Linked DNA regions of Zea mays: regions 2 and 3 are each linked to region 1. Evidence: chromatin contacts called from public Hi-C data. All regions are on one chromosome and are shown on one strand. The core of a region is the stretch at or near the end of the contact, and the rest is flanking DNA. Distances in the headings are between cores, read along the strand shown. Region 1 holds the start of LOC100276317. Region 2 holds the start of LOC100275712 (cyclic dof factor 2). Region 3 holds the start of LOC100284614 (BCAS2 protein).

The links. Hi-C and Micro-C count contacts between places; a contact is called where the count stands out from the background.
Region 2: a Hi-C map of tassel shows a contact between it and region 1, with 3 times the contacts expected there. The contact joins the promoter of LOC100275712 here to the promoter of LOC100276317 in region 1. A contact is called at or near these places in 6 of 25 Hi-C or Micro-C datasets (bundle sheath, endosperm, leaf and 2 more) and 1 of 3 datasets of contacts at active chromatin or transcription factors (leaf).
Region 3: a Hi-C map of endosperm shows a contact between it and region 1, with 3 times the contacts expected there. The contact joins the promoter of LOC100284614 here to the promoter of LOC100276317 in region 1. A contact is called at or near these places in 4 of 25 Hi-C or Micro-C datasets (ear, endosperm, leaf and 1 more) and 1 of 3 datasets of contacts at active chromatin or transcription factors (leaf).

What each region holds. Positions count from the first base shown.
Region 1 is chr3:40,363,048-40,366,175 of Zm-B73-REFERENCE-NAM-5.0, forward strand. LOC100276317 reads left to right here and starts at 1,696. Exons shown (of 6, transcript NM_001150133.1): 1 at 1,696-1,820; 2 at 2,744-2,853; 3 at 2,946-3,125. The coding sequence starts at 2,779.
Region 2 is chr3:40,534,887-40,538,008 of Zm-B73-REFERENCE-NAM-5.0, forward strand. LOC100275712 (cyclic dof factor 2) reads left to right here and starts at 1,845. Exons shown (of 2, transcript XM_020549614.3): 1 at 1,845-2,250. The coding sequence starts at 2,101.
Region 3 is chr3:40,107,987-40,111,127 of Zm-B73-REFERENCE-NAM-5.0, forward strand. It overlaps LOC100284614 (BCAS2 protein), which reads right to left and starts at 1,630. Exons shown (of 7, transcript NM_001317967.1): 1 at 1,230-1,630. The coding sequence starts at 1,481.

The DNA.
Region 1 (3,128 bases), core at 446-2,945:
TAAATGAGGGGGCTCTTGAGAGGTCTCTAGAGGGCTAACTGAAAAAAAAATAAGAGAAGGGTTCTTCGTAAAGAGCCCGTTTTCACACGACTTTTTATACATATTGTCTTTTAACTGTACTTATAGTTTAGAATCTCATGGTTGTTTTATATAGTTTCTTAACTGTCTCATGTATTTTAAAAACCGAGCGTCTGTCTCAAAATTGTACATGCCTAAGCACGTACATAAACACGAGGACATATCCTGTGCAATCACTCATTTTGGTGCAAGCGTGCAATCAAACTATCCAGAGCATCCAATCTAGATCCAACGGTTTCATATGGAAGGGGTTAAAAATAAAATAGGTATTATGTTTTAGGTGGAAGGGGTTAAATATAAAATAACAGTTCATTAGATCTAGATCGGATGCACCAGATCGTTTGATTGCATGATTGCACCAGGATAAATGATTGCATAGGATATTTTCCCCATAAACACACCGTGTTCCGTTGGAAAAATATCCTTGTATTGCTTGCTTAGAGGACATAGTAGTTGAATACCCAACCACGTCCTCATAACCTGGCCCCCCGGTGCACGGCCAAGATTATGTTCGCCGCGCGGCAGCATCCTCACGCGAGCCGTGACATACGCGCCAACGGACCACCGCCTGAGACCAGCAGTCCAGCACTCACCAGCCTCCGTCTCCACGCGCCCGGGCGGTGAGCCGGCGACCTTCCACCGTCTCTCACGAACATATGTTTGTAACAGTTTCATCGTCTGAAAACAACATTAGTCGAACAGTCTACGTGTATAAATATGTTGTTCGTTTCGGATTAAAACCAGCAGCTGCAATCTATAAAGATAAAAACACTGTAAAAAAACATAAGGAAAAAATTCGAATTTACTAAAAAAGCAAATTTAAAGACATTTATTATTTTAATGAAGCTCCTTCGATACGCTAACCTCAATTTAATAGAATGAAGAAAAAATTAACCACCACTGCCATCTAAGTAGTATTATGTACAGTTCCGTTATTTTTTTTCTTCCTCATTGTTTCTTCTCTCCACTATCCACATCCTCGGGCGGCCACACGTCACCGGTCGTCCTTGATCGGCCACGCCCTACCCTGGGAGGTCGTGCGTCGTCGTCATCCCTGTGTCCTCAAGCGTGCCCAACATCGCTCTACCGTTCACCTCTTGTTGATTGTCTGACAGGCTCACCGCGCCTTGACAGTGCGTCGTGACTTTCTGAATGTTTTTTTTTCGTTTTAGCTAGTGAAGAAGGAAGAAACAAGATGTGGGGTCCATCTTAAAGCTAAAATATATAATTCTAATATAATTGTCCTTGCATAAATCTGAAACTGTTATATTTATCAAATAGTTCTACAATAGATATCAGATTCACTGTTGGAGCTGCTACATATTAAATTGTAAATCCAGATTTAATTTTGCAGATCTATTTTTTTTCAGAGATCCAAACATACGGTACCCTTTATTTCCTTTCATTTCCTTTTCTTTTCTTTTCCACACCCTTTTCCCGATTCCTTTCCGCCCCGCCCCGCCCCGCGCAGTCGCCCTCCCCACCCCACCCACCCACCCCACCCCACCCGGTCCCCACTTTCCACTCCCAACCCCACCAGACCTTCAACCGCTACATTTCCGTCACTACCGGAGCCGCCACTCCCACGAACGCGGGCGGCGGAACGGAAGCGAACCAGGTTCGTGCCTCTATCTCCCACCCTTCATTCCTTCGTACCGCCTCGCCGTTCTCGGAGATCGGGGTCCGGCCACTGCGAATTCCCGGTTGTTGTCGGGTTGGGGTTTGGGCGCCGTGTTTGGCGGGTGAGATTAGATTCCTGCTCCTGGCCGCTTCACTTCTTCCTTAGAAGATCGCTCGGGGTTGGGTTCATCTGGATGTGAGGTGATGAGGTGAGGCTTCGATCCGTTCCTCCTCTAGCTCCGGTGGTTGGTCGTGCTGGCTCTCGGAAGATGGGAGCTGCACAACCGCGTGGCGTCAACTTGACCTCGACCTGGCGGTGTGAAGCGCGTCCAGATCCGATCCTACCTCGTGAGAGGGCCAACAGCTTGTACGTCGGCCGATTTACACTACCCCCTGACAGTGTTACGATTTTGCGATCGTTGCATTCACATCGTGATGGCTGCTGCTCTGTCAGTCCACTCCCATACGTCATGGATGCTATCGACTCCTCACTAGAATTTAGTGGCCTGCCGGTCTGCCCTAGAGGGTTGTTTAGCATGACTCTTCTCCACTCTACGCAGCTCTGCTACAAAACCTCTGGGTGGAGCAGCTCTACCCAGAATCTAGTTCATTTCTCATAACCAGCGACAGTGGTGGGTAAACATATTCAAACTCTATGTCTAGGTTGTGTTTTAAGGATTTCAGAGAAGCAAAGGAGGTTTGCAATTCTGGATTCAAAGTGTCTAGCTGGCTCTGACCAGCTCTCCCTCGGAGTTTTGCTCTGGAGCATGCCAAACACCCTTTTAATGGCCTCCCCATTTTGAAGCTTTCGATGTTTGATGGCCCAATCTTGGCATTGAATCAATTATCAGCTGGAGGCCATGAGGGCAAGGCTATATAGATCTTTGCGTTATGTTATTTACCTGAATGCCACCGCTCTAATAGTTCTGTTAAGTTTTGATTATGTTATTTTGGTAGCTTTTCTTTTTGACTTTTTGCAGAGTAGACGATTGAAATTGGTTTATGTATGTTCATTCTTCTAATTGCATTTATGCACGGGTTGCAGTTATCTAGTGGAGTTGCCTCCTTCAAGCTACTCTAATGTCCTTTCTATTCAAGTCTAGCAATGGCGGCACCACTGAAAAAATCCCATCCCCAGAAGAACAGCGAGAAAAAGTAAGAACAACCTTACCTAGACATCTCTGCTGGGATTTAGTTAAGCACTTTCTAGTAAGTTCTAACTTGCTGCACTGTGTCTCTGTGAGCAGATAAATGAATTACGCAAGGAGCTTGGTGAACACTCATCAGCAGCCATTAAAGACTTCCTTTCAGATGCCTCGTTAGCGAGATTTCTTCGAGCAAGGAACTGGAATGTGCAGAAAGCTAGTAAAATGATGAAAGCAGCTGTGAAGTGGCGGCTTGCATTCAAACCTGAAAACATCTGTTGGGTA
Region 2 (3,122 bases), core at 595-3,094, 170 kb after region 1:
ATATGGATATACTTGACATTTGTATAGTATAATATTTTGATAGATGTTTAATTTTTGTGGGTACGGGTGACCCGATGGGTGACTCATACCCATATGGGTATGAGTATGGGGGTAAATCCGTACCCACTAGTGTATATGGGTGACCCGGTAAGATTAATTTTGTGTCATACGTATGAGTATGAGATAGTAATAGCCGGTTGATATTTACCCATTGTCATCTCTAACTAAACCCTTTAGCCAGGGGTTACTCATGCCGTAGTGGCGTAGTGGTTGACACAGCTGAGTGCACTGTGCAACCGTTGCCAAGCTACCAGGGCCACTCGGGCCCATCAGAACAGAGGAGACAAAGGCACAGCGGCACGTGACACGTGATGCGACTTGCGAGCAGCAGTGCAGCCCGCTTTTTTTCTTCTCTCGCCGAAAAGGGAGCAAAAAGAAAGACGAAAAGAGTAGGAAAAGCGGGGGCTGGTGGCCGCCCCTTTGCGCTCCGCTTTTCGCAAGATTCGCCCACGGCATGCCGCCCCGGCGCTGACGTCACACGCGCGGCCTCCCAGCCACGAAAACTCGTGGCTGTCGGGCGCCCGCGCCGCTGACCTGGACGCCAGCTGCCCCCCGCGCACGGCGTCACCCGATCGCAGACCGGATCGTGCGCCGCAGTCGTTTTCGCGTTGCGTGCCCCCAGAGAAAGTGCCAAGTCGCATATACACCCCTGGACCCTGGAGAATTTTTGTAACGGCCTAGTTTTCTTTTGTTTGTTGTTGTTTTGTACAAGGGTTTTTATTTGTTGCTGTTGTATTTTTGTATTACAAATGCATGCCAAAGCTGTTTCTTTTTCTAAAGATCCATGCCAAAGCTATTACCGTCTGATTTACCATACCCGACTCTCTACTACGTCATTTTGGATTTGTCTTAACTTTAACTTTTCTAAACTCCTATAATTTCCAGGAAAAGGTACGTACCATCATATGCAAGCATCTTAGTTTTTTTTTTCTAAATTCTTGGGTCGAACATGTTGATTTTTTCTTTTAAAAAAAGTTGAAGTGATTTTTTAGAAGATCTAGTGTTAAGCAAGTACATGAATAAACACAAGCATAAAAATAACTTCTCAACCTTTAGCTATCCCAGTTTCCCGATTCCCGATCCTAGACTACAAAACCGGGCCGAACATTTAAAAAATACCTCCTATATTTGTGGTATTTAGTTTTTTTATGATTTCAGACTTCACTCTTGTATACAGACTAGTATAAGTAAATTATTGTTTTTTTATAATTTGTTGCATCATAATAAATCAATATTTATCCTTATCTGACTATAGAAATAATGTTAACAATCTTTAATTTATGCCAACATGGATCAGACTTTTTCTGGTTTATAGTTGTGTTTAACTATTTTTTATTTCCTGGAACAAATTTATGCCTATATAAATTGCAACAAACCAGATGCACAATTAACATGTATGCAATAACAGTTGTCTAAAAGAAAACTAAAATTCATACGCATGTGTTTTAGTAACCCCTCTAAAAAAGCTTACTAACTATTCAAACCTAATCCCGCAACAACTCTCCCTCGGTTTTCCATCGTGTGGCACAATTTTGAAAATCGATCAACCTCGAGAGATGAAGATTGAGAAAATAGATATTCTATCTATTTTTTTTATTTGTTATGTTTTAGTTAAAAATAAACTAGTCGACGACAAATATTCGAAAACGAAGGTAGTATTATACAGACAGTAAAGGAATTCTGAAGTTTGAGCTATGTTTAAATTTGAATGGAAAATTGTTTAAGCTAGATTTGAAAGGATCATTAGATCTCTCGTACCATGTCAGAATATCAATTTTTGCATTTCTGTGGGGATGTATTTGCAACTCCTCACGAGCTTTTGGTTCGGAGCCTCGGAGGAAACGCTTTTAAGGCTAGTACCCCATCTCAAATTCCTCTGTTTTCCCCCAATTCCGCAACACCCCGCTACTATATCCATTACTGCCTCAGCCTGTCTCTCTCCTCCAGCTTGGTTCCTTCCTCTCGCCGCTTCGAGAGCGCGTAGTCAGCAGCGGCTTGCGTTCCTGTCGGTCTCGCAGGCGGGAGCAGAGCAGGACGAGGATGTCGGATCAGAAGGATCCTGGGATCAAGCTCTTCGGCCGGGTGATCCCGTGGGGGCCTGAAACCGCCCCGGGAACCACGGAAGTGGAGGACCCGCCGCAGGATGAGCTGCAGCCACGGGCGCCGGAGGTTGCCGCGGCGGTGGATGAGGTTAGTTTAGTATACTCGATTGCACTTTGTCACTCCAGCGAGTGGCAGACTTGTCATGTCGCTGCAGGCGATTCGATTATGTGATCGGCGGTTCAATTTCAGTTACGCGCTCTTTTTAACTTTACTTTTCCGTTTTAAATTTAGTGTCGGGAATCTCGTCTGAGGTTGTTTAGAATTTGGAAGCGCAAGCTAAAAATAGAGCGAGATCGTGTGTGTGTGGGCGCTACGAGGTACAGGCCGATCAAGATCAGGGCAAGTTCGATTAGGATTTATGAATGGATGGATAGACCTAAAAAAGTCCATGAGGGCATGTTCGGTTTGAGGAGGTTTAAGGGGTATTGGAGCGGATTAAATCCTCTCCTATTTAGATTTAGATTTGTATAGAAGGGGATTAAATCTCTTTTAATCCCCTCAATCCACTTCTAACCGAACAATTCCTGAATGGGTTAGAATAGCGTCCCCCACGCCCCACCAAAAAAAACCCGCCCGTACACAGTTTATGCTTGGAAGTTTGGAGTCTGGACCACTTTTATCTCTCTCTCGTTTTGACGTGATGGATGCATCACGAGTAAGAACAGTTATAATAATAAACACTAAACAAACTAATGTTGAGATGGAAGAGCGAGAAAAGAAGAGAGAAGAAACGGACTATAAACTTATCATTAACTTAGACAAAGGGATAAAAAAATTATGATAGACATGTGGCCTATATGTTACTAGTGAAGAACTAACTACTCCCTCCGTTTCTTTTTAGTTGTCGCTGGATAGTTCAATTTTACACTATCCAGCGACAACTAAAACGAAACGAAAGGAGTACTATACAAGTAGGCTAAGTGATAAGTTGCAATGATCCGTACCACTATCATTTAGCT
Region 3 (3,141 bases), core at 380-2,879, 260 kb before region 1:
TCAAAACCTGCGGATTTCTTGATTCAGATCAAGGTTCCGGTTTTGATATGACACAATAGTTAAAAATCAAGTATATCTAAGATATCTATGGACTATGGAATTGAAATACATGAAAAAGAAGATAGTAGCTTCACAAGGTCCAAGTTTAATAACAGTGCTCACTAAATAGTACAGAATATTCTGTTAAAAACTTCCAAGTCATGTTTCAATATTGAATTTCAATTAGAGATGCATACTTCATCATAAATGGTCAATGCTTGATCCTCAGACCTCAGTGTCATGACCAGATGAGGTGTAACCTCAAATCCATCAGAAGTAAACATCAATCAATCCATCGAACTAATAAAAGCATAAGCAGGTCCTTTTCTGAGCATTATTCCTTTATCTGAGCCCGAAGTAAACATCTAGCACAAAAATCCTTGATCTGTGCAGGATGTCCATCTAAAGTACTGTAACAAAAGACAGACTACAAGAGCATGATGCCCCAGCTTAACATGCACTGTTACAGAAACGGATCACAAAACTGTGACTGTTAGATGTTATACCTATTATACAACCCAATTAAGGGGGTGTTTGGTTTCTAGGGACTAATGTTTAGTCCCTTCATTTTGTTCCATTTTAGTATATAAATTGACAAATATAGAAACTAAAATAGAGTTTTAGTTTCTATATTTGATAATTTTGTAACTAAAGTGGAATAAAATGTAGGGACTAAAAATTAGTCCCTAGAAACCAAACACCCCCTAAATGGTTCGCAGGTAAAATGTAAAGGGGTTGTCAACTAAAACTTCAATTTCATATGCAATAGTTAATTAGTTATAAAGTCTAAACAATGCAGAGATACATTGACCCAACCAAGTTAATTTACTTAGGCGGTCTCCAACCAATTTAATAGAGGGAAGAGGGAGGTATTTAAATATGAATAGAGAATGTGAATAGGGGGATTTGAGAGGGGGAATGGTTGGATTCAGCCTTAGAGCTCCACAAAATCTAAATAACGAAAACATATATTTATAATCCATCCAGCTAACTTGGTTCACTGTGACCTCTACAACTGCAAACCCTAGCTCCCGCACGACCCTCCTTTGAACCCTAAACGCAGATCGCACCTGCTAACATCGACGAAGCTGCAACCTTATGCTAAGCCCCTAACATCCGCGGAGAAAACGTAATGGGTTCGAGCTACTCCCCAATATACCTTTGGGGCTAAGAAATCTCTGCAACTGTACCTCGAATCCGGCGGTGGGAACAGGGGGCAGGTCCCGGAGGAAGTCTGCAGGCTTGCGCTTCCCTCGGCGCATCTCCTCCTCGACGAGGCGATCGACCTCCCGCTTCACCGCCGCATCGCCGTAGTCGCCGTCGATGTAGGGCAGCGCGTCAATGGCCTCCGCGTCCGGCACCGCGCGCCAGGGCCCCGCAGCGGGGTCGGACGGCGGAGGCGCCTCAAGCATGAGAACCTCTCTCGTCGCCGACGAGGCCATCGCGTCAGGCTGTAGCGGCGCAGTCGAGAGTCGAGACTCGAGAGAGAGAGGGAAGCAGTCGCGTAGGCCGGCGCGGAGGAGGAAGCGGAGGTGGGATGGCCGGATGGAGATGGAGGAAACGCGGCGCACGTGGGCCGTTTGGCGTTTTGGATTGAGCACGGTTCGAAAGGCCCGTGTCTACTGTTTTTTTTTTCTCTCTAGGGAGAGAACCCGTCAGCACTCTATTGAACCATTGAACTGGTGTGAATGAACATTCTTTTTTTGTTGAAAGCTAGAAACGAGATATCCATGCATCACATCGTTTCTATCTGATATCTCCATTGTATATTTGTCGTTAAAACTGAAACCTATCCATTAACTTACTTCAGGTTTGTTTCAACTCATTGATTATATAATTGTTGGCACAGATCTGAGTGCTAATCAATGGGATTTGTTTCGCTTGACTCTCTGCGGCGGTGCGGACGGTCCACGACCTGACGGCAGGAGCAGGTTTCGCTGCATCGAGTCGGACGATCCACGTGTGCGCAGGAGCGTGGCGTTCGCTAACAGCACCTAGACCTCGCCTACTGGGAGGGACCCGTCAGAGAGGACTGATACTAGGGTTTATCTTGGGGTCGGCAGGCCACCTAAGATGCCTTCAGATGACGTAGAGTCAAAGAGATGTGAGGATTGAGATAAATAAGACTACGTTACTGGCTACTTCTAGGGCAAAAAGTAAAGGAACGGAAGATATATTGATTTGATTCGATTGTTAGTGTCTACAATCGATCGTATACCTTCATAAATATAAGGGATGTCTAGACTCATTCCTACGCGTTCGCCAACAGAATCCACGGTTTTAAATGGATAAACACGCACGGAAAAAGGGCTTATCCGCCTCATCTAACCTAACCATGGATCATCTGTGTCTATGAGCGGACCATTCGCGGCCCGAATGTCCAGCTACAAAGTCAGACCATTTGACCTCTCCAGGGGGCACATATGGTGCTCAACACATGAACCCTACCTTTTGGAAAAGCTGAGTGAACCAAAAGCATATGATACAAGGCATTATCAACCTAATGTGTAAACATATATGCATGTAGCATCCCAAAAATTCAAATCTTGGAATTTTCTCAAACTTGCTCTAAATTCAAAATGAATTTCAAATTTCATTTTAAAATGTTTGTTTGCAAGTTGATATCATCAAATAAAATATAGTGGTCTATATTGTCTCTAAAATCCTCCTCAAAATATCCTACAAATATTTCCCCGGTGATCACCCTCAAACTCTTTCAGAAATACTGCCCAAATATTCCACCGATATATCTCCAAGTATTTTCTTCCTGAGAAATACCTTCAGAATCATTTTTGAAGTCCCTACAAATATTTTCTTCATAACTTTCCTCATGCTCACACGTATATGTATGCCTCCGGTGTCATACATTGAGCTCTACAAGCTAATTACACTCATATAAGACAAATCCATGCTAATCTCCCACTAATCCTCTCATCCTCCCACTAATCCTCTCATCCTCCCACTAATCCTCTCATCCCTCCCCCTAATCCCCCCACCATGGCTATAAAAAGAGGGGCAAGGGCCTCCTCTCATCCCACCCCAAGCCATTTCATGGCAACTCCCTCCCTCCCCCCCACACCCACACGCCCACTCCCACTCCAC